2 separate regions of the Mus musculus genome follow, and region 2 is linked to region 1. The links are chromatin contacts, called in public HiChIP or PLAC-seq maps. All regions are on one chromosome and are shown on one strand. Each heading gives the region's core, a stretch centred on a gene start, on an enhancer-like site or on the middle of the called end of the contact. The rest is flanking DNA. Distances are from core to core; before and after follow the strand shown.

The links. HiChIP or PLAC-seq counts read pairs in DNA pulled down with a chosen protein or histone mark.
Region 2: a contact with region 1 is called in an H3K27ac HiChIP or PLAC-seq map of heart atrium, with 11 read pairs. The contact joins the enhancer-like site here to the promoter of Kcnj12 in region 1. A contact is called at or near these places in 5 of 39 promoter capture datasets (the 3T3-L1 cell line, cranial neural crest, embryonic stem cells and 1 more), 7 of 484 Hi-C or Micro-C datasets (bone marrow-derived macrophages, cerebellar granule neurons, cortical neurons and 4 more), 7 of 115 datasets of contacts at active chromatin or transcription factors (SST interneurons, VIP interneurons, cardiomyocytes and 2 more) and 3 of 9 other capture datasets (adipose tissue, macrophages and pancreatic islet).

What each region holds. Positions count from the first base shown.
Region 1 is chr11:61,020,166-61,025,153 of GRCm38.p6, forward strand. It overlaps Kcnj12 (potassium inwardly-rectifying channel, subfamily J, member 12), which reads left to right and starts at 2,399. Exons shown (of 2, transcript NM_001267593.1): 1 at 2,399-2,685.
Region 2 is chr11:61,073,202-61,078,189 of GRCm38.p6, forward strand. Kcnj12 (potassium inwardly-rectifying channel, subfamily J, member 12) reads left to right here. Exons shown (of 2, transcript NM_001267593.1): 2 at 1-66. Among named protein-coding and RNA genes, the nearest start is that of Tnfrsf13b, 51 kb to the right of the region's middle. Within about 2 kb of position 2,325, at least 27 of the 459 cell types and tissues checked have an H3K27ac peak or open chromatin away from gene starts, as enhancers often do. A contact at or near this core is called in heart atrium, where this site is marked.

The sequences.
Region 1 (4,988 bases), core at 1,149-3,648:
GAGGGTGGGATGGGAAGTCTAGAGTGCAGAGCTCTTGAGTGCTTATGGGAGTTGGGGTGGTTTCTCTGGTGGGTCTTTTTTGTTAGGTGACCTTGGACAAGATGCTGGTTCTATCTGTGAAATGTGGCTGATGAAAGGGTAGGGGGAAAAACCCTACCCTGGCTTTACGCAGGCCTCTGAGATCCTTGCTCAGAAAAGCAGCCGAGTGTGGCTGTATATGCGGATGTATGCTCCACCCTTGAACTCATTATAGGATCAGCCTAAGATCCTAGACCTAGTGGAGCCCTGTAATGTTTTGTCCGTTTTCTTGTCTACCAGCATGCTGTGAGCTCTTTAGGATGTCTGGTGGAGGCCCCCGAATGCAACCTGAATTTGCTCTCCCAGAGAGGGTAGAGACTGTGGGGGGGGGATTTTTTCCTTACTCCTGCCTTTGGCTTCTGTGTTCTGGACACCAGGGCTGGGTAGAGTGGACCAGGGACATCTGAGCCATTTTTCTCCTTGTTCATTCAGGAGAAGGTAGACATCAGGACATCATGTGCCTGTCCAAGGCAGGCCTGGGGGCCTGGGGACCTGGGAATAGAGTCCCTGGGGTTACCCGTTTTCTCTCTATTGCAGCCCCTAACAGTGACTAGACAGGAAGGCATGGCCATCTGAAGGACACACTTGGTTCTGAGACACCTCTCCCTACCACTGTGAAACTAGATAAGCAACTATTCCTTGATGAGCCTCAATGTCTTTATCTGTAAAGTGGGTCCATAGATCATATGGCCTCCCAGAGGATCGTAATGGCAGCAGAGTAACTCTAGCTAAGTCCTTGGCACAGAGGCCAGCACAGATTGCTTGAACACCCAAGACCCACCAGCCGTTTGACTCAGCCCCTTCCTCAGCTAAGAACTGTACATGCGCTCATCTCTTTTAACCCTCACCCCAGTGCCATAACTCAGGGAACCTCATGATGTCCATGTGATCACAGGGAATCCAGAGACCCAGTGCTGTTGTACCTGGCGCTCAGGGTTGCTCAGTTGAGTTAGGGTAAGCATAACCCAAAGTGGGAGAGTTTTCTGGGGACTCTGGGGTCTGGATGAGGAGTCGGCTCCTGGAGGTGGGATGGTGGGTTTTGCAGAGCGCTGAAGAAGCTTCCAGAGCCTGGGCATCTGGGTGGCCAGAAAGCTGCGCTTCTTGGCTAGGATCCTGCATCGAGTGTCTCTGCTATTCAAATGCATAATTATATTTCACATTACAGAGAGGCTGGAGACCAGGGGGCTGGGGAGTTTTGTGAAGCTTGTGTTCTGCCTGCAGACCAGCCTTCTTGACCTGGTTCTTCAGTGTTAGGGTTGAGCTGGGGGTCAGCTCTATGATAAAATGGGATTTCCCTGAGGCCAGCTAGGCTGATCTGTCTGCTAGGCTGAAAGGTCCAGGCTCTGCAGGAGGCGAGGCCCAGACAATAGGCTCCAGGAGACTGGGAGAGGAGAGTACCAGGGGTGCCTTCCAGACAAGAGTGGGCAAGGGGAGGGGAGTCACATGGAATCAAATCAGCAGAAAGGCCAGAAGGAGGAGCACAGAAAAAGCAAGAGATGAAAGCTAAATACAACACATGATGGGAAGAAGCGATATGGTGTTTAAAGAGGATGGGGTGTGCCTGTAACCCTGTGCTTTGGTGTGTAAGGGGAAAGAACGCGTGAGCTCAGAAGCGAGCCTGTGTGGATGTGTTGACTGATCCCACCCCGTATGTGCATATGTGACTATGACTGCACCTGTGCACCTTAGCCACCGCGCTCCTCATCACATGCATCTCGTGCAGGTGTCGCCTGAGCTTGCTATCCTGCTGTGTGCAGCCCGTCCAGATTCCCTTGCCTGCCTGTAGTCTGAGTATTTATTATATGCTCGCCATGCACCTGTGTGTGCGCGTGTCCCCAGGAAGATGTGTGTGTATGGGTGTGTGTGTGCCACGCGCGTGCGCGCGTATGTGTTCGCGCGCGCGCGCTCCAGTGCGCAAGTGGCTGGTGCGTGTGGGGGGCAGCTGGGGCCAAGAGGGGCCACCGGGCCAGGCCAGGGCGGTGGTGGGCGGGATCAGCGGCGCCGCGGCGCAGGGCGGGCGTGCTTTTGGCGGAGAGTTGGAGGAGTTACCGAGAAGGGCTACTGTGGCAGCGGGGCGCGGAGCTGGGTGCGCGCAGAGCTTCTGCCTCCCGCCGCCTCCTCGCCCTCCATTCCTCGTTCCCCGTCTTCCCCCGGCCACGCCGCGACTGCGCTGCCACCGCCTCCCTGAGAACGGTCGCCGGGGGAGGGTGCCCTGTACGATCGAAGCCCGTTGGGAGGTGCAGGACACCCACACCCGGCTCAGGGGAGCGCGCCCGGCCCTGCCCGGGATCAGATAACTGCGGCGGGGGAGGGGGTGGGTCGGCGCTTCTTGTCGCGGGACTGAGCGACAGAAGCCAGCGGCGAGCCCGGAGCGAGCGCCGAGTGGCTGGGGGCGCCGTCTGGGCGTGCGCCCCCGACCTATGGCTGGCTGGTGGCACCCAGCGCCCGGGAGCGACGCGCCCCTCGGCGTGGAGCGCTCCCAGGGGCTGCGCTGAGGCGGCGGCGGCAACGGTGGCAATGCAGCCAGCGCAGCGGCGGCCGGGACCGGGAACGGCCGCGCGGAGCTTGGAGGACGCGGGACGCGCCGCGCCCCGGCCACTGACCGAGGTAAGAGCGCGGCCGCGGGCGCACGGCCCACCCGCTCGGCCCCAGTTCCCCGCAGACAGCTTCCCGCCCCGGGTGAACGAGGGGTGGTGCAGCAACAGGGAAGGTGAGGCAGAAGAGCTCCCTCCGTTCCTTTTTCTCCTTTCCCGTGGTGAACCACCAGATGAAATGCTGACAGAGAGCTTTTCTTCCCCTGCCATGTTTCGGGCTACAGCCACCAGGGAACTTTGCTCCGGGCTAACGTCTTTCCAGGGGTGTATATATGTGTTGCGGGGGCGGGAGGGGCGGCTCTCGGAAACTTTGAGGAGCTCTTGATTCCCCTCGGCCGGCTGGATTGAGGGGGCTCGTAAAGCAGCGGGCGGAGCCACTTTTGCGCGCGGCATAGGTCCTAGGCGTGACCTTACCCGAGAGACCTGTGATCAAGATGGGGTACAGAGTGAGTGCACAGGTTTGGCTAGCGACCTGAGAATGCTCCCGGCTAAGACCTGGGATCTTTGGAGACATTTCTTTCCCGTCGCCTGTGCTGTAATGGAGTCAAAATAGTCTGGAGGTGGTTCTTAACCATCCATCTAGCCTGCAAGTCCAGGGCACCTTTTGCTTCTTAAATTTGGTCTTGAGAAACCCCAAAAGGGGCTCAGTGCAGAGTCTCTCCTAGACGCACAAGTCTATTCTGGTGTCCTGTGGGGGAACTGCACCCTTTGGAAGAGGCAGCTGGGGTGGCGAGCCTATGAAGAGCTTTGGGGGAGAGCGGGAGAGCTGAGGCCCTAGACACCCAACACCCGGACACCCGTACCTGCCTTAATTTGTGCACATGTCCTATGACTACCTTAGAGCTCACAAGAAATTGTCCTTTGGTGAAGGCCTCCAGTTCTAGGAGGTTCTGCCGCCCTACTGATAGACCTGGTGGGATTGGGGCTGCCCCTCTGGCCATTCCCAGAGTGTGATACTGTCTTTGGTCCTTTCTAGTTTCTTCCTTACTACCTGTACCCAAGCCCAAAGCTGGCAGTAATGATCTAGGGACTTCCTGGCCTTGGCATCCACCTCCTGAGCACTGGTTAGAGGCTTCAGCTCTCTGGATTGCCTAGGTGCCCACATGCTCACAGAAATCAGCTGCCGCCTCCTCCAAGGTGGAAACCCACAAGGCTTAGGCTCCCAGCCTTTACACACTCTTTGAGAGATAAGCAAAAGCCCGCCCTGGCTGCTGTCCCACCTGACTAGACTCACTCCAGCCTGGCACTGCACCAGGTGCCTGATTTGGGACCCCTTTACCAAAATCTGCCCATGAACAGGAGAGGGCCAGGGAGGGGAGGCGGATCTGAGTACCAGGCTTCTCCTTGAATATTCCTTCCTCTGCATCCCTTTAGGGTCTGTAGGGGAACCCCAAAGAGACTTCTCAGTTCTTCTGAAATCATCAGTTGTGTTCAAGGGGTCCCTCCAATTGGTCAGGAGACACAAGGGTCTTTGTCATAGCAGGTGACCCTGGATAGGCTGAGCCACTCGTGAGAATAAATGCATGGCTGTGGGCATATGGCCCACCAGACCAGCCTCAGCATTGTGGGAACGGGGATGGGGGGTGGGGGAGGCTCAGACATCCTTAGGGACAAGGTAGGTAGAGCTGGTGCTGCTGGACCATCTTCTCCATTGAGATACTGCTATATGCGGACAGAAAGTGCCTTGTAAATACAGTGTTCACACAGGACTGACATTTGTGTACTTCAAGCCCTAATTGTTCCCATCTGTCTTGGGTTGGGTGGGCACAATGGCGTGATGGATTTGTCCTCTATCACTGAGCTCTCTAGGCAAGGTCCCCTGTAGATGTGTGTCTAGTGGAGGGAGGTTTAGGAGGCTGTGCTGTGTTGGGAGAGGTATCCGCGGCAGGTGCTTCCAGAGCCATGCAACATGTTAGGTCAAAACAGAAGGTTTGCCTCATTTTCCCCGAATCAGAAGGCTTTTTATGCAGACTCCTGTGTTTCTCTCTGCTCTGCCCTAGGCAGGACTGGGCAGTACTGAGTGGCTCTCTAGCAGTGAACTAACATGGCAGCAATAACAGTAACAACACTGGCCACAGTGGCACCTCTAGGCTCTGCGACACTGGGGCTAGTACAGCCGGCAGACAGTTTCCTCTGGCTCAGCCAGGCCTCCGGTGCCTGGAGCCATAGTTGGTATGACCAGTCATGGCACCCAAAGGCTTTGGCACAAAGCTATTGTGGAAGTGACTGCGTCATCAGTCTCAGCCATCTCTGTGGTCCTTGCCAGCCCCCGGGCAGGGTCTGCTAGTATACTGTGAGCTTTGCTCAATAGTCGGT
Region 2 (4,988 bases), core at 1,075-3,574, 53 kb after region 1:
TAATAGTGGTATCTAAAGATGTAGGCAACAAGACTAGACCACATTAAATGCATTTTGATCTCTTTGAATGCTACTGTGTTGAGATGTGCGTCTCACTGGCCTCTGCCTGCCTCTCCCGCCTGCGGAGCACTTACACTTCCTGGGGCCCCTGCAGCTGGACCATGTACAGGGCTCCCTGGGGCTTGTCCTCAGGGGCAGAGAAGGACATGGTGGCAGCAGCACTGAGAACAGGAGCATGGCCTCTCTCAGACCCCAGGGCAGTCATTCAGTCTTTTCCATGGACACTCCCCACCGCTCCACATACTGCCTCCGCCTCATTCTTGGGCTCTTCCTGCCTTGCTGTCTTTCCTTCCACACAGAAGCACCAAGCATCATCCATTCCCATAGGCAAGCCCAGGGCACTCCCAGAGCTCCTTCGGATACAGGAAGCCTGGCCCTGAGATGGGCAACTTTGTTTCCTCTTCAAGAGGGGAAGAGAAGGGCTGGGGGCTAAAAAGAAGCCCTTCCCCAGCACAAGTCAAACTGATGACACAACATGGCAGGGTGGGGTTGGAGCTGAGGCAAAGGCTGTTGGTGGGACCAGTTATCAGTTTGTTTTCTGGAAATTGCTTCCATTGTTCCTAAGGTTCAGACTCTGGGATCTCCATGGCCAAAGCCTGTGCAGAGGGAACCTCTTCCTTTGTCCAAACTGCTTCAGAGAGTGGATAGATCTCGAATCCTCTGCCTCAGCACAGGACTCTGAGGCCCTGCCTTCTGCAGATGTACAGGATTCCAGATGTGCAGAGGAGAGATGTGCTCTCTAGCCCCTGGGATAGTGGTCTAGGGGAATTTCAGCTGTACTTCCCTACAGCAGGGTCTGGAGTGGGGTGGACCGGGCTCTGGAGCTGCTCACTCTGTCTGGTAAGGCCCTGAGCCCTGGAGTTCTGCTGGGACCCTTCCACCAGAATCTAAGCCAGTTGGGGCCAGAATGTTGTGACCTTACTCTTTGTACACAAGCCTCCCCTACAGTACTGACCAGCAGGTCTAGGCCCTGCCTGTGGGTTGGTCCTGGCTGCTACACACTGCTCACATTTTGGGTCCCCTTGAGCTTGCAGTTTCTTAGCATTCTTTCTCCTGGCTGTGCTGATGTCCTAAAGGGCCTTAGGTCAGATTCAGGCCACTTGACTGCCAGGGGACTCATCCACCTGCAGGCTCACCATCAGTGAGACTGCTAATGGCCAGCTTACAAAGATCGTGAAAGAACCATCACTTAGCATTAAGTACTTTGGTTTAGCCTGGGGCTCTGGACCCTGTGCTCTGTAGACTTGAGGGCAAGTACAACAGCTGTACCTGAGTGGTCAAGGGACAAGTCACTTTCCTGCCCTCTCAGGAGTAAAATAGGTCACCTTGGGATTTGTATTCAGACGGGATGAACAGAAGTAGCTGGCACTTGGTCATGACTGGGGACAGAGTGCCCACTAAATTGAAGTGTATTGCCTGGAAGTCTGTTGATATTAGCCATGCCCTGGCAGACCAATCAGAAGGCATCAGTTCTCTGTGTTAGAGGAAAGTGTTTCAAGAGGATTAGAACTTGAACAAGATCATTGGAAAGCAGTTATTTGAGATGGGATCTAGCTAAGCCTCAGGCCCAAGCCATCTCCATGTTAGGGCAATCAACCCAAGACACTCCACACTCTGCCTACTGCTGGCAAGGGCAGTAGCCAAAGTCCTTGTCAGCTGAGGTACAGCCTGGTGAGCTCTCTGCCCTGGAATCACCCTGTTTACTGTGGCGGAGACCCTGGGACTTGAGAAAACTGTGCCTGGGTGTTTCCTTAGCATGGGAAGGCACATTAGAGTCTTCCACTTATTTCTGAGCAGTGATGGGAATTCCAAGGACACACCCTATTCCACAGTAATACACCGTCCATCCAGTCCCAATACGGTCTCCTCCCAACTTCCTGCCCCGCCGAGTGTAAAGTCTCAATTGATCCTTGCTACCTGGTCCTGTGTGAGCCCTGCTTCCTTCCCCTGTTCAGTTTCCCCTCCTCCTTTTCCTGCCCACCTGCCCCAGGCTTCCTACCTCTCTTTAGATTTTTAGACCTTTGCATGAATAGCTTCTTTTTCTGACTTCCTTTTAAAGCATTTTAAAATTACATAATTAATTGTGTGTGTGTGTGTGTGTGTGTGTGTGTGTGTGTGTGTGTGTCTAGGTCAAAGGACAACTTGAGAGTCAGTTCTCTCCTTCTTCCATCAGGACAGTTCGGGTTGTCAGGGTTGGCAGTCAGTGCCTTGGCTGGCCCCCTTCTCTCATCTTGGCCAATGAATGAAGGTCCTCCTCCTGTTCCTGAGCAGATAAGATAGACAGCTGGGTCTCCCTCTCTAGCCATGCCATCCTTATCTGTGTTACTGTGTAAGGGGGGGACTGGAACGCCCCTTCTTTAGCGTTTTCTTAGTCTCGAAAGTGACTCAGAAGGTATCTTGAGGATGACTTTTTAGCATTTGAGAGAATAGCAGCAGGTTGGGCAAGCTGTAGATTCCAGAAGTTTCCAGGAGAAGGAAGCTGGAGGAGGGCAAGATAAAAAGCCGTGCCCTGTGAGCTAGCTTGAGGGTAGCATATTCAGTAGCAGACAGAGGTCGGCCAGCAACAGTGGCACGGATGCATGCTGGGAAAGAGGCTGGGGAAAGGCTTCCCAGAGAAAGCCCTGAGTGTCAGAAAAAGCACACCCGGGTTTTGGCCCAGTATCCGAAAGAAAGAGATAGAAAAGAAGGAAGAATAAAAGTTACAGTTTTCTGAATAACTCTAAAAGGTGAGCGGGTTCCACAGCACTTCAGGACGGAAGAGCTCCGAGTTTACTCTAAGGGAGGGGCTTCTGGGAAGGACCCGAACATGATCTCATTAAGGGGGTAATTAGTCGGCCTCTGCCCTTAGGTGTCTTCAGGTGAATCAGATTTCCTGGGGTGGGGCTGGGTGGACTCCTGCCCAGGTGGTTGACAAGCCCATCTGGATTGGCTCCCGAGGGAGAAGACTGTAGAACATAATATTTGGAGAGGCTTACATTGCCTGGTCTCTACTAGGCCAGAGGTAGGGCTTAGATTCTATTATTTTGATCAGGAGGAAGTAGTTTTGCCTTAATGGGCCTCAATAAAATCCAAATATGTCCACCTTTTTGTATGGTAAATTTAAACCCTAAAAGGTGTCAAAGTTGATGTTTCTCTTTCTAGAGCTACTGGGGAAGTGGGACAAGGGTCCTAAAGTAGAGACCAGGAAGTGGGGTGCATCCTCAATGGCTTCAGAGGCTGTTAATCCCTCTAATGCCTGGGCTTGTTCATTGTCTGCCCTAGGGCTATTAAGTTGGTCAGGGTGAGCATTCATCTCTTGGTCTTCTTGAGTCCCTAGGGCCAGAAGTGGGTACAGTATATATACCTCTATGTGTATGCGAATGGATGGAGCATGAGGCCTGCAGGCTTCCCATCTATAGAGAGGGCTCTGCAGCCCCTCTTGTGTCCCAACCTAGACAAAGCCTGGCCATCAGCCACCTATTGAAGGGAAGGGCCTTGCCCGAGGTGGGATCCCAGGGCTGAGTTGGCATGGAGTGGGCGGGCTTTGTGCTAGGTGGAATTTGGACTTAGGAAGCCCCTGTGCTCTCTCTTGACCTATTCTCCTTCTTAGAGAATGCAGGAAGGGCTCGTTCTAGGCTGGTGAGAATTCAGAAACCCAGGCTGTGGCTCTGTCCGCTAGTCTACCTGTCACTCTTTCCATACAAGGAGAGAAGCCATCCTTCCTACAAGTGTTTGTGAGCTGCCACTCTCTCCCGGGAACTCAGCCAGGCTCAGCCTTTGCTGTCCAGCGATTTCCACTCATGAGGTTGAGGAGGTAGATGCTGAGTTAGGGTCCTGGTCCAATTCCCCTAGAAGTGAGGATTCTGATTAATGGAGTACCGTCCAAGGAAAAGAAAGAGCAACATAGTATAGAGGGAAGGCACTAGGTGAGGAGTGGTGGCGGGCGGCAGCAGCCAGCAGCAGTCCAGCTTCACGGCTGCTCTAGAGTACAGAGGCCAGCAGGAGCAGTCCCGCCTCCGAGGGCACTGGGGTTTGTAACTTTCAGGGACAGCCTCTGGCTATAGCTACCCCAAGAGTTCTGTTTCTGAGCATGGTGGATCCTGTCCACTGAAGGTGAGTTTCCCGAGAAGGGTAACTGAGGGCGGGTGCTCCTTTGAGAAGGGGCCATGGCCAGAGCACAGCCCAGAGCAGTGCAGTAGTGTGATCCAAGGTTAGGGTGTTGGGGCACAAACCGGGAGGTCTAACTAGCTAGAGGAACCAAGGTAGGCCTCTTCAGGGAAGTGACAATTCCTCTGAGGTCTGAGCTGATGTTTACAAGATGCATGGGAAGGGGGTTCCTGGGACAAACTCTGCACAAACAAAAGCTATAGGAAAGTAAAGGGAAGCAAGATTGCTTGGGCAGGTCACAAAGAGCCCAGAGGGCCCCCAAAGGACTCCATAGATGCCACACAAGACACCACAAAGACCACTCAGGTTCTTGAGGGCGCTACATGAGCCTCCATCAATACGATGTAGGACACAGGATGCCATGTGGATCATGCGGGGCCCAGACTTCATCCCCGCCACTCTCTTCAGCCCTTCACACAGCACAGTTGCTTTGCCTGCTCTAGAATGTCATCTTCCTTGAGCAGGAACGTATGTTTTTGCTGGGCCTCAGCACTCTGAAGAGCAAGCTCCCTTTACTTAGAAGGAGCCCAGTAACAGATACAAAAGAACCACTAGGAGGTGAACTGCTCTTAGCTGGATGGGAGGTGAGCACCCAGGATGCGGGCAGGGAGTGAAGCTGTCTCTGGAGGTACAGGGGAGCAGGCTGCATCGTAAATGCTAGATCCAGTTTAGGAACTCACTGCTGAGTGCTTTAAAAATGTCCTGGACCCCATTTCTTCCTTTCTCTTTCTCTTTCCCTTTTTTCTCTTTCTCTTTCTCTTTCTTTTTCTTTTTCTTTCTTT